Linked DNA regions of Mus musculus: regions 1 and 2 are each linked to region 3. A link is a contact called in public promoter capture Hi-C data. All regions are on one chromosome and are shown on one strand. The core of a region is the stretch at or near the end of the contact, and the rest is flanking DNA. Distances in the headings are between cores, read along the strand shown. Region 1 holds the start of Rnpepl1 (arginyl aminopeptidase (aminopeptidase B)-like 1). Region 2 holds the start of 4933400F21Rik (RIKEN cDNA 4933400F21 gene). Region 3 holds the start of Rab17 (RAB17, member RAS oncogene family).

What was found. Promoter capture Hi-C pulls out the DNA fragments that hold promoters and counts their contacts.
Region 1: a contact with region 3 is called in a promoter capture Hi-C map of liver, with 4 times the contacts expected there. The contact joins the promoter of Rnpepl1 here to the promoter of Rab17 in region 3.
Region 2: a promoter capture Hi-C map of hippocampal neurons shows a contact between it and region 3, with 6 times the contacts expected there. The contact joins the promoter of 4933400F21Rik here to the promoter of Rab17 in region 3.

Annotation. Positions count from the first base shown.
Region 1 is chr1:92,909,139-92,912,279 of GRCm38.p6, forward strand. Rnpepl1 (arginyl aminopeptidase (aminopeptidase B)-like 1) reads left to right here and starts at 1,687. Exons shown (of 11, transcript NM_181405.4): 1 at 1,687-2,345. The coding sequence starts at 1,833. 5033417F24Rik (RIKEN cDNA 5033417F24 gene) reads right to left here and starts at 1,626. Exons shown (of 2, transcript NR_138578.1): 1 at 1,441-1,626; 2 at 1-840.
Region 2 is chr1:89,682,509-89,685,911 of GRCm38.p6, forward strand. It overlaps 4933400F21Rik (RIKEN cDNA 4933400F21 gene), which reads right to left and starts at 1,384. Exons shown (of 4, transcript NR_015540.1): 1 at 1,179-1,384. All of the region lies in intron 9 of Agap1 (ArfGAP with GTPase domain, ankyrin repeat and PH domain 1), which reads left to right.
Region 3 is chr1:90,967,566-90,970,894 of GRCm38.p6, forward strand. It overlaps Rab17 (RAB17, member RAS oncogene family), which reads right to left and starts at 2,055. Exons shown (of 6, transcript NM_008998.4): 1 at 1,665-2,055.

The DNA of each region.
Region 1 (3,141 bases), core at 437-2,936, 1.9 Mb after region 3:
TTTTGGCCAGACCAAGCTCTTGTACGGTTCTGCCTCAGGGACTCCAGGACCCCGCTCTATAAACACTTCTTCAGGGGGGCCTTGGGTGTTAACACTGACTGTAACCACAAGGGGGCTCTCCAGGTAACTTATCAGTGTTAAGAGGACAGGTTCTTGGGCTGGGCACCATGATGGTGAAGGCATTTGGAGGCTTGGAGTTTGAAGTCTACTGACTCCACAGTGCAAAATGTCCTCTTAGTCACAAAAGAGCCGTGTTGGCTCCTTATAAAAATATGGGGTGGCAGCACACCCAGTCCGTCTGTAGAAGTGGAATAGCTGGGCCAAGGCTGTCTCATATAACAACTTCTGTTTCCAGAAGGAAGTATCACCAAGACAGAAATGATAAGACCCCCAACCTCTGGGGGTACAACTTGAGACTGGGCTGGGGGACCCCTACAATCTACATCATTTGGACAAAAGAAACCCAGGCCAACAGGACAGTCCAATTGAGTTGAGAATCTGAGAATCCCTTCGTAGATAATCTTGTGGACAGGCCACTGGACACCTGAAAGTAGTGATAACCTTAACTCTGGGTCCCTTTACTCTTTTTAACCCAGCTGGCTGCACCCACTCCGTATACAGCCAAGGATGACTGGGAACTATTGATGCTTTTGTCTCCGCCTCCCAAGTGCTGGAATTCTGAGGGGTTTCCATTGAGCCCGGTCTTCCTCCCTCTTGTCCTTGCCTCTGAATGACAACATGAGCCCTGGAGTTCCTGCAGAATCTGAAATGAGGGCTCCAGGAGTGATCCCAGGTACTGCCAGCTAAGAGGGCGCATGGAGACTTAGCCGTACCTCTCACCTGTGGAAAGAGGGCTGGTTCACTTGACTTGCATTTGGGGAGACTGAATCCAGACAGCTGGGCACTCCCCAGAAGTGACACTTCACCCACACTATCAGAGTAGGAGACAGAATGTGTCTCTCCAGAATATTCCCCCAGTTTTAAAAGTTCCTCTCCCTCAAAATCTGTCCCTCCTCCTACCGATAGACAGCAGATCACCTCTGTCCACACCTTGTATTGGTACTGGTATTGGACAGCTCAACCTTTGAACGGTTTTGTTGTGCTAGCCTAAAATGCCCCTGCAGCTCTGTAGCCCTTACATAGGAGCCTCAAGGCAGAACTGCGTTCATCAGTGTGTCTTCACTCCACACACACCTCAACAACAACAAAAAGTCGATCCTAAAACACGGCCAGTGCTACTGACAGCTTCTCTTTATGCCTAATTTGAATCTAAATAGTCACACCTTTATGGACTATGTACTTGACAGCCGTGCATTTTCCCAAGCCGCTTTGCACCCGATGGCTACTGCCCAGGCCAATTGGAGGACTCTGGCGGAATCGCATCAGGGTAACCACAAGAATCATTCCCGGAGTCTGAGGACCGACTGGAAGAGGTGTCACCTGCGTCCCTGCGAAAGCGACGGTCCCGCCTCCAAGACTACCCCGCAAGCCATAGTTGCAGCGCGCAGGCTGAAGATGCCCAGCCTTCCCCAGCGTCCTGCCTCGCGTTCTGCTCCGCCGCTCGCGCCGCGTCTCGGTGCACAGGCCCGGGGCCGCACACAGCGCCCCCGGTGGCTGCCGAGCCCAGCCTGAGCGGGGCGGCGCACGGCGCGGGGACGGGCCGGGCGGCTCCCGGCGCGACTTCCTGTTGTGCCCGCGCCCGGCCGCCACCGCCGCCGCCGCCGCCGCCACCACCACCGCCACCGCCACCGCCACCGCCGCCCGGGCCCCTCGCCCACTGACCGCGGCCTACAGTGGCCGCCGCCCATGGATTTCACCTAGCGCCGGTGGTCATGGCGGCGCAGTGCTGCTGCCGCAAGGCGCCCGGCGCCGAAGCCGCGCCCGCCCGCCCGCCGCCGGAGCCGCCGCCCGCCCTGGACGTGGCCTCGGCCTCCAGCGCGCAGCTCTTCCGCCTCCGCCACCTGCAGCTGGGCCTGGAGCTGCGGCCCGAGGCGCGTGAGCTGGCCGGCTGCCTGGTGCTGGAACTGTGCGCGCTGCGGCCCGCGCCCCGCGCGCTCGTGCTCGACGCGCACCCGGCCTTGCGCCTACACTCGGTCTCGTTTCGCCGCGCCTCCGCCGTCTCCGAGTCGCCGTGCACCTTCGCCTTCCCTGCCCCGGGGTCGGGGCCCCCGCTGCCCGGCTTCGCCGATGCGCCTGGAGCGGAGTCTGCCAGCTGCCCGCTGGCCTTCAGGCTGGACCCGTTCACCGACTATGGCTCCTCTCTGACCGTCACACTGCCTCCCGAGGTGCAGGCGCACCAGCCCTTCCAGGTCATCCTACGCTACACCTCGACCGACGCCCCGGCCGTGAGTCCCGCCCGGGTGGGCTTCTGGATTGTGGGCGGTCAGCGGGGTTTTGAAGGCACCCCTCGTTCATTTCACTGCTGGGCCAGCTGCACCCTGCCCCTGGGACACCTGCAGAGGGCGAGGGGCAGCCTGGACCAAGAGTCTGTCTGCCCTAGGTGGCATATTGCCTACAAGTTCTTCGAGTAGAGCCCCAGGTCCAGGCCCGGTGGACAGTGGAGATACTCAACAGTGTGTTTCTCAGGGGAAGGGGAGAACGACAACTTCCCGTCTTGTACCAGTATCTGGGTACAAGAGCAGCTTCTGGTGGGGCTCTGCTAAGTCAGCTGTAAGAGCCCAGCATTGAGGGGTGTTCTGAGAGCGCCTGATACAGAAGGGCCACCCTGTGACCTGCACCTTCACAGGGCTTGAGGACACCCGGGTCTGTTCTCTGGAGGTGGAACGAGGGACAGTGGGTGACAGACAAGGCCTTGTGAGCTGTGAGGCGTGGCTTTGGGCTCCCTACACTGTATTGTGACATGCTGGGGCAGGTGTGCTCCACCTCCTAATAGACACACAGGGCTCTGCTCAGGCTTTCCGCACAGAGCACCCACCATCCCACAGGTCCCGATGGAAAAAGCAAAGGATGTAAAGCTAGTGTTGGGGTAGCACAGGGCCAATGGGGTTGCAGAATGGAACAGGACCTTTGACTCCTGAAGCACGGTTCCTCCCTCCAGCTCCCCAGGTAGGAGAGAGTGCTCATGTGACATCTACCATGGATACACAGAGCACAGGCAGCAGCTCTGCAGGGCCCTTGGAA
Region 2 (3,403 bases), core at 134-2,633, 1.3 Mb before region 3:
CCTGGTTCTGCTGGCTCCTATACATTATTAGGTCAACTGCCTTCAGTTTTCAGATAACGTAGAAGGCTCTCCACTTAATAAGAGAGTTCGGCAGGAAGTCCCACTTGGCCTTGAGGGATGCAAGAAGCAAGGGACATGTACAGCCCTGGGCTTCTGATGATCATGGCTTGCACAGCTTCCCAGTGCAGAGGAGAGGAAATGCATGGGTTTTCAGATTGGGACGACACGGTTGTAAACATGAGATGTTACAAATAGGGCTTTTGCCTTCTGTAAGCATCTCATGTTTGAAGATAATTTCTAGTATTTCCCCTGGAATTGCTAACTATTTTTTCAGGGGTTTCCGTGAATCTGGTTCTCCACCAAGACCCATCATCACGTGCATGCTGGGATTCGGGGTTTAGGCTGAAGGTCTGACACAGGAGACAAGGACTGGCAGGGCACCTCCAAGGTGATGGCTGTATATACTTGGTATTTCTCTGCATATTTCTGCACTCTAATGAGTATTTTTCCTAATACTTGTACTAATAATTTTTAATGGCTCACAATGACTAGGTGACATTTTGATACATTAATGAACCTTATCAATGACTTTTGAAAGTTCTTCATGTGTGAGGTACTTTGTCATATATTACTTTGCCGTACATGGTTCCTGAAGGGAGGAGAGGGGACATGGACATGGACTCCAGCCTACATGTGCTCTGAAATATACATGGCAAGTATCGTCCTGAATTATGTCTTGTGCCCTAAGCTCTACTTCAAGGTTTATCACAAAGGTTTATCTGCTGATGGAAGCTTCTCATGGTCCAGGAAGGTAAGCCCGGCAGGTTTCTATGTGGCAGTGAACTTTCTAGAGGGCTTACTGAGACTGCTAAACAACCTGCTGAAATGGTGCTTTTGTACAGAAAGGTGGTCTGATAGAATTATTACAGATCCTTGGAAGGAGGAAGAATGTTGGTAGTGATCTTGACCTTTAGATTCCTGTGATGGGTATTTGCTAGTTGTTCTCAGGTTTCTGGGAAATGGGTGTTTCTTGGGCACTGGCAGCGACTGAGTTCCCAGAACAGCAAAGTAGCTGACCTGTGTTGCTGACATGTTCCAGGGCCATGCCATGCCAGCCCCACCCCCGTCCCCCACCCCCACCCTTACCTCCACCCCCACCCCAACCACGGTATGCAGACCTTGAGGTCAGGAATCCAGTAGTAATCCTCCTGTCACTGGTCTATCCAGAGCTCCCAGAGCAGACCCCAGGCTTAACCTAGGACGGGGGAGTCTGTCCTCATAGCCATCTTTAAGAAGTGAAGATTGACTGCACTCTCAGAGCCACAGAGCTTGGGATTGGCAGTGCTGTAGCCCTAAAGCTTTCAGTGGGAAGCCCATGTTGTTTGTGTTCTAGAAGGTTTGCAGAAAATGCTTAGAGAGAGGTGTCCAAGGAGACAGTGCATACGCTACATTCTAAGATGGGCTTTGTCGGTGGGGGGTGTGGGGGTTTGACTTCTGCTACCTCTGGTGTTCCTAGATCCCACAGACCTGAGACACTGCTTTACAGTCTGAGACGATCAAAGGGTCCTACCCCCTTGGGACACATCTTCTAGACCCAGACCCCACCCTCAAGTCCACCTCCCCACAAGATTTTTGATTCTCAGTGTTAAGGACCACTGTGCCTTCCTGCCTGGCACAGGGGCTAATCAGAGACCAAGTCTTCTAACGTTCCTGTAGCCTTCTTTTCTACAGCCAGACTCTGGGTGGTTGGAGGTGGCGTGCCACCAGGACTTTTCCAATGACTGAAATTCTTGTTTGTTCCATGATGGGCTGCAGGCAGAGCCTGTGCTGTGGTAGTTACTGGAATCAACAGAATCAGCCCAGCTGCCCTTGTCTTGGTAGTGAGGCACGTCAGTCATTTCTGCAGATAACTGGAGCATATGCCCTCTGTTGAAGCTTGTCTTTTGCTGCCTTGAGTATGGTGGACAACAATGTCACCCCAGTCTGCAAGGGCAAATGTGTCCTCCGAATGGAGGCTCCATGGCACTTTAGTCAAGCTCAAGAATAAGAACATAGGGACTCCCTCCTATGCACTGAACTTTGATGGCAATTGTATATTGAAAATACTGTGAGTCAGAAATGCACTTAATGGCTCTAGCCCAAGGGTACACAACAGATTGGGGGTGGCTGCTGCTGTTGTGATCGTGGGTCTGATGGGGGGCTGTACTCACTGGTATCGCCCATTGTCCCAAGATACGTGAAACCTCATCCCTAGCCCAGGAAAAAATACCAAAAGCATTCAGACTAGTGATCTGGATGTGAAGGCTCTGTGACTACAATGTCTGTCACCTCATTGATGGACAGGGTCAGTTTGTCTATCTGGCCATCTAGGTGGGTGTCTCCCTGTTCCTTGCACACTGTGTGTGTTTTCTTCCCCAGACAGCATCCTTGATTGAAGAGAAAATCTTCCTCCATATTAGAAGACCCTTCTTGGACAAAGACTTACCAATAACTGTCACTCCTGCTGCAAACTCTAGGAACAAGCTCCCAAGGTGCCATTTCTATTGAGCATGCACCATGTTTATTCTAGAATAGACCTGAATGCTTTGATTTGAGCTGTTGCAGGTTGGGGGGGGGCATCTACAGGGTCCAGTGGAGGGCTATTGGGATTAAAACAGAGAAAGAACATGAAGACAGATGGATTGGGACCACTGAAGATATAGATGTGGAAGAACTTGCCTCTATATAGGAGTCCCCATGACAGTAGGTGGGCTAACCCAAAATCATCATGGCTGCCCTTGATTCTCAGTGTACTTATCAGTAAGTCTGTCATATTTAAAGGGCCACTTAAGTATTTACCGTGCTGAGGCTTTCTTTGCTCTGTGGTAATCTCCGAGAGTCTCTTGTGTTTGTCCACAGTGGCACTGTCCCTCCCCAGGTCAAAGCAAGCCTGGTGCAGGAAGGCTTTGGACTGAATGATTTGCTGTTTTCCTTCTATAACATTATTCCGTCAGCTGTCTGGTAACCCAAAAAAACTTCAGATAAAGTTTGTTCTTTCCTCGACAAACAGCAGGTTTTGGAGGAAGCCATCATGGGCTGAAGAATCCAGTGTGGGATCTCATGGGCTTCTGTGGGCTCAGAATTTTTTCTGAGAGAAGTGGTCTTGGAGGATGCGGGGTTCTTTGAGTAAGTTGAGGAAGGTCTGTCACCATTGTCCTAGTGAGTATTTCCCAAACATGTCTTATGGTGGGAAGATTCTGAGAACATACTCACAGGGCTTCCAGTACCAGGGTCCCCACTTGATGATATACTTCATACAAATTGTGGTCACACAAGACTCAACATTGTCCAGACTCCACTCCACATGAGGGCTGACTCCTGGTATAGTGCATTGTATAGGTTTGGACAAACATATACCAAGAGT
Region 3 (3,329 bases), core at 805-3,304:
TTGCCTTTGGTGAGCTTGCCGTAGTCACTGAAGCCAGCGAGGGAACAGCAGGTGCTCACTATCTCCTGAATGAACCCGGAAGCGGCTCCACAGATTCTAACTGGATCTATGTGTCTTCTGCCCCTGGGGCTCCCATGCCAGTCACACCCTGACGCATGTTGGAAACGTGCCTGGTGTGCTTTCAGAAAGGGAGGCAGGGCTGTTGGCAGGCACTGAAGGACCTTCACGGGTCACCCTGGGGCCAACCCATACATGGCACAAACAAAGCTGTCAAGAGTGCAGCTGCCAGGGCCCTCCAGAGAAGAACAGAGTGGGTAAGTTCTCTGAGCCCACCTGCTCCCAAACAAAGATATCTGCCAAAGCTGAGCAGGAAGTCTGAGGGCCTGGGCATCATCACCAAAGGCCCAGCAGCTTTCCAAGGCAAAGACGTGAAATTCGGGGCTGAAACATGATGGGTTTTTATGCTTGTTAGGACCCCGGGAGGCACCAGCTCGGCCCAGCACTGATGGTGGCAGGATATGCCTCAGGGGTGGTACAGGGGAACTCTGCCTTTGCACCTCCAAAACAACACCAATAGTTGTTGTAAGCCTATAATCCCAGCACTTGGGATGCTTAAGCAGGGGGCTGCCACAAGTTTCAAGCCTTTCTGGGCTACAGAGTAAGACCCTATCTCTAATAACAACAAAACAGCAGCAACAATAACAACAACAATACCTCAGCTTTGATGTAATCTCACACTCTGCCCTAATGGTCATAGCATCAAACACAGTGTCCACGTGCCTGCGTCAGATTTCTACAATTATCTCGCTTTGATAGTTCATTCCCCTATCACTGAATTTTTTTCCTGCTATTAATTATTTTTCTCTGTAATAGATAAGACCACGGCAGATGTGCTCGTGTTGCTTTCTGAGTGACTGTGTGTTGCAAGTTTCCAATAGCAGCCAGGCAGAAGCCTCGACTTGGAGGGAAAGTTGGAGATGTGGTACCTGCCCCCTCTTCTAGAATTTGGATCTTTCTGAAGGCAGTGGTTGCAATTGGGAGTCTCTTCCCATCCTGACTGGGTCCTTCTTCAGCAGTCACAAGCCTGCCTCTCTTCCACCTAAGAAAACACATTCAGGGAAGGAGGAAACCCCAGGAAGCTGCACCCCTTCCTCTTCACCCAGATCCTCCAAGCTGTCCATTCCAGACACCGAACTTCAGAACAACATGGCATTTGACAGCAAGCTGCAGAAGAGAGTTTTTGGAAGAGTCTGCCAAGCTCTCTGCTATTGCTGGAGCCTCTGCAGCCATCTGAAAAGGCTTCCTTACAAGGCACCCACTCACTCACACTCGCCTTTTATGTTCAAAACCCTTAACTGGAACTTTCTGCAAGGAAAATTCAATGTGACCCAAACAAGAACACTATAGGTGCTGAACAAACTCAAGGCGTCTACTGTTTCAGATTCGCCTCTGATTCAGGTCCTGAGAACACAGGGACACACATCTGTATGCACACACACTCACAGCAGACACACACACACACACACATGCTCACAGCACACACACACATACACACACACACACATACACACACACTCACACATGCTCACAGCACACACACACACACACACACACACACACACACACACACACACGCAGCACAACACAATCTAAAAAGGACTCACCTGTTCACTTTAGAAGAGTGCTACAGACCACCATCCCACAGGGCCGCAGGCACCCCTCTCTTCCCCTGGCTGTGCTTCCCCTGGGTGCTGTATGACTCGTCAGGGTCCTGCCAGGGGCGGGGTGGGCAGAGCAGTGCACACTGACTACCAGCAGCCGAGCAAATGAAGTGAGCAGGCCCCCTGCTCCCACCAAGGCCCCAGCCGGCAGGACTCTTCCTGTAAACTCCGGTGCAAAGTCCCCACATGATCATGTGATCAGCTGGGTCAGAGTAAGCTAGAAGTCACACTTGGTGGCTCTCTGCCTCCTCACCGAGCTGCAGCCCTGAATTTCAGCCCTTTCCAGGTCTCACCTGTACCAGAAAGCATCACAGACTTAGAGAACAGCTCTTCTGTTACAGGAGCGAGCGAGCTCACTTCTTAATTTATGTAAACATCTCCAGTTTGAGGCCGCATGCCAGATGGGCAGGGCCGGGGCCAGAGCCTGGGATGGGTGTGCCTTGGAGCAGGTAATTGCCTGGGCAGGGCTGGAGGATCCCCAGAAGGAGAAACTCTAGGCTGAAGAAAGATGGAAATCAGTTCTCCTGTGCTCAGCCACAAGTCCCAGGCAATCGCGTGTTCTCTCTGTGCTCACAACTCACCTGGATTACCAGCTTGTGTTCCCAATGGGGAACTCAGCACCGTTTAAGTGGGGGAGGGGGCAGCTGTCGTGGATTCCCAAGAGGCTTTCCAATGCACCCTGAAGAACCTGTTTCTCTGCAGAGGCCACTGGCCTTCTTCTTGTCACCCTGTCCTCCAGGACGCACACCCTGTCCACACGTCTGGGTGCCCCCACAGCCTTGAAGACCAAGAACCTCATTCTGTTTCTGAACAGGACCCTGATTCCCTGTGCCTAGATTGGCATCCAAGGTGTGGCACCCAGCACCGCTTCTATCCTCCTTGTAGTGGGTAGAGATGTGTGGGCGTGGCCTTTTCGGTTTACACTGGAAATGGTACTGGTACAAAGGTCTCCGGAGTTCAAGGGGACACTGAGATGGGTTGTTGCGGGGGGGGGGGGTTATCAAAGGGGTTTATAAAGAGTTATTAACCCCATGGACAGACAGACAACAGCTCGGGAGCTGTAAGGAGAGGTCAAGTCTCAGAGCTGCAGGGTAACAGGTAGCTCAGTTCGACTGTTGAACATCAGACTGTTGAAACAGCGAGCCCAAAGGAGTGGGCATTCTCCTAGCAATCTTGTACTGGGGAGTACACTGCCTGGGAAGAGATTGCATGCATTTCTAACAGCTTGTCGGACTACCTTACAATGAGACTGAAGTTCTCATGTTGTTATAATGACGGATCCGTGGTGGGCGGGACCACACGTTGTCTGAGACTGATCAGAATAGAGGTGCTTATCCTTGGCCCTCTATTTAAACTCTAATCTCGATTCAGTACCCTGAAGACAGACTTGTGGGTGGCTGGACCTGCCCTTGCAACACATGCACAAGGAGCAATGGAAAGAGCTTTATATGTGCCGAATGTATTAAGTCAACTTACATAAAAACAGTAACAAACGCTGAATCCCACTGAAAGAGTGAGACTCTAGAAGCCGTTTGGTCTGTGAGGCTGGCTGCCTCACCAGTGAGATACAATCCCACTGTAACTGTCTCCCTCTAGAGGGGCAAACAA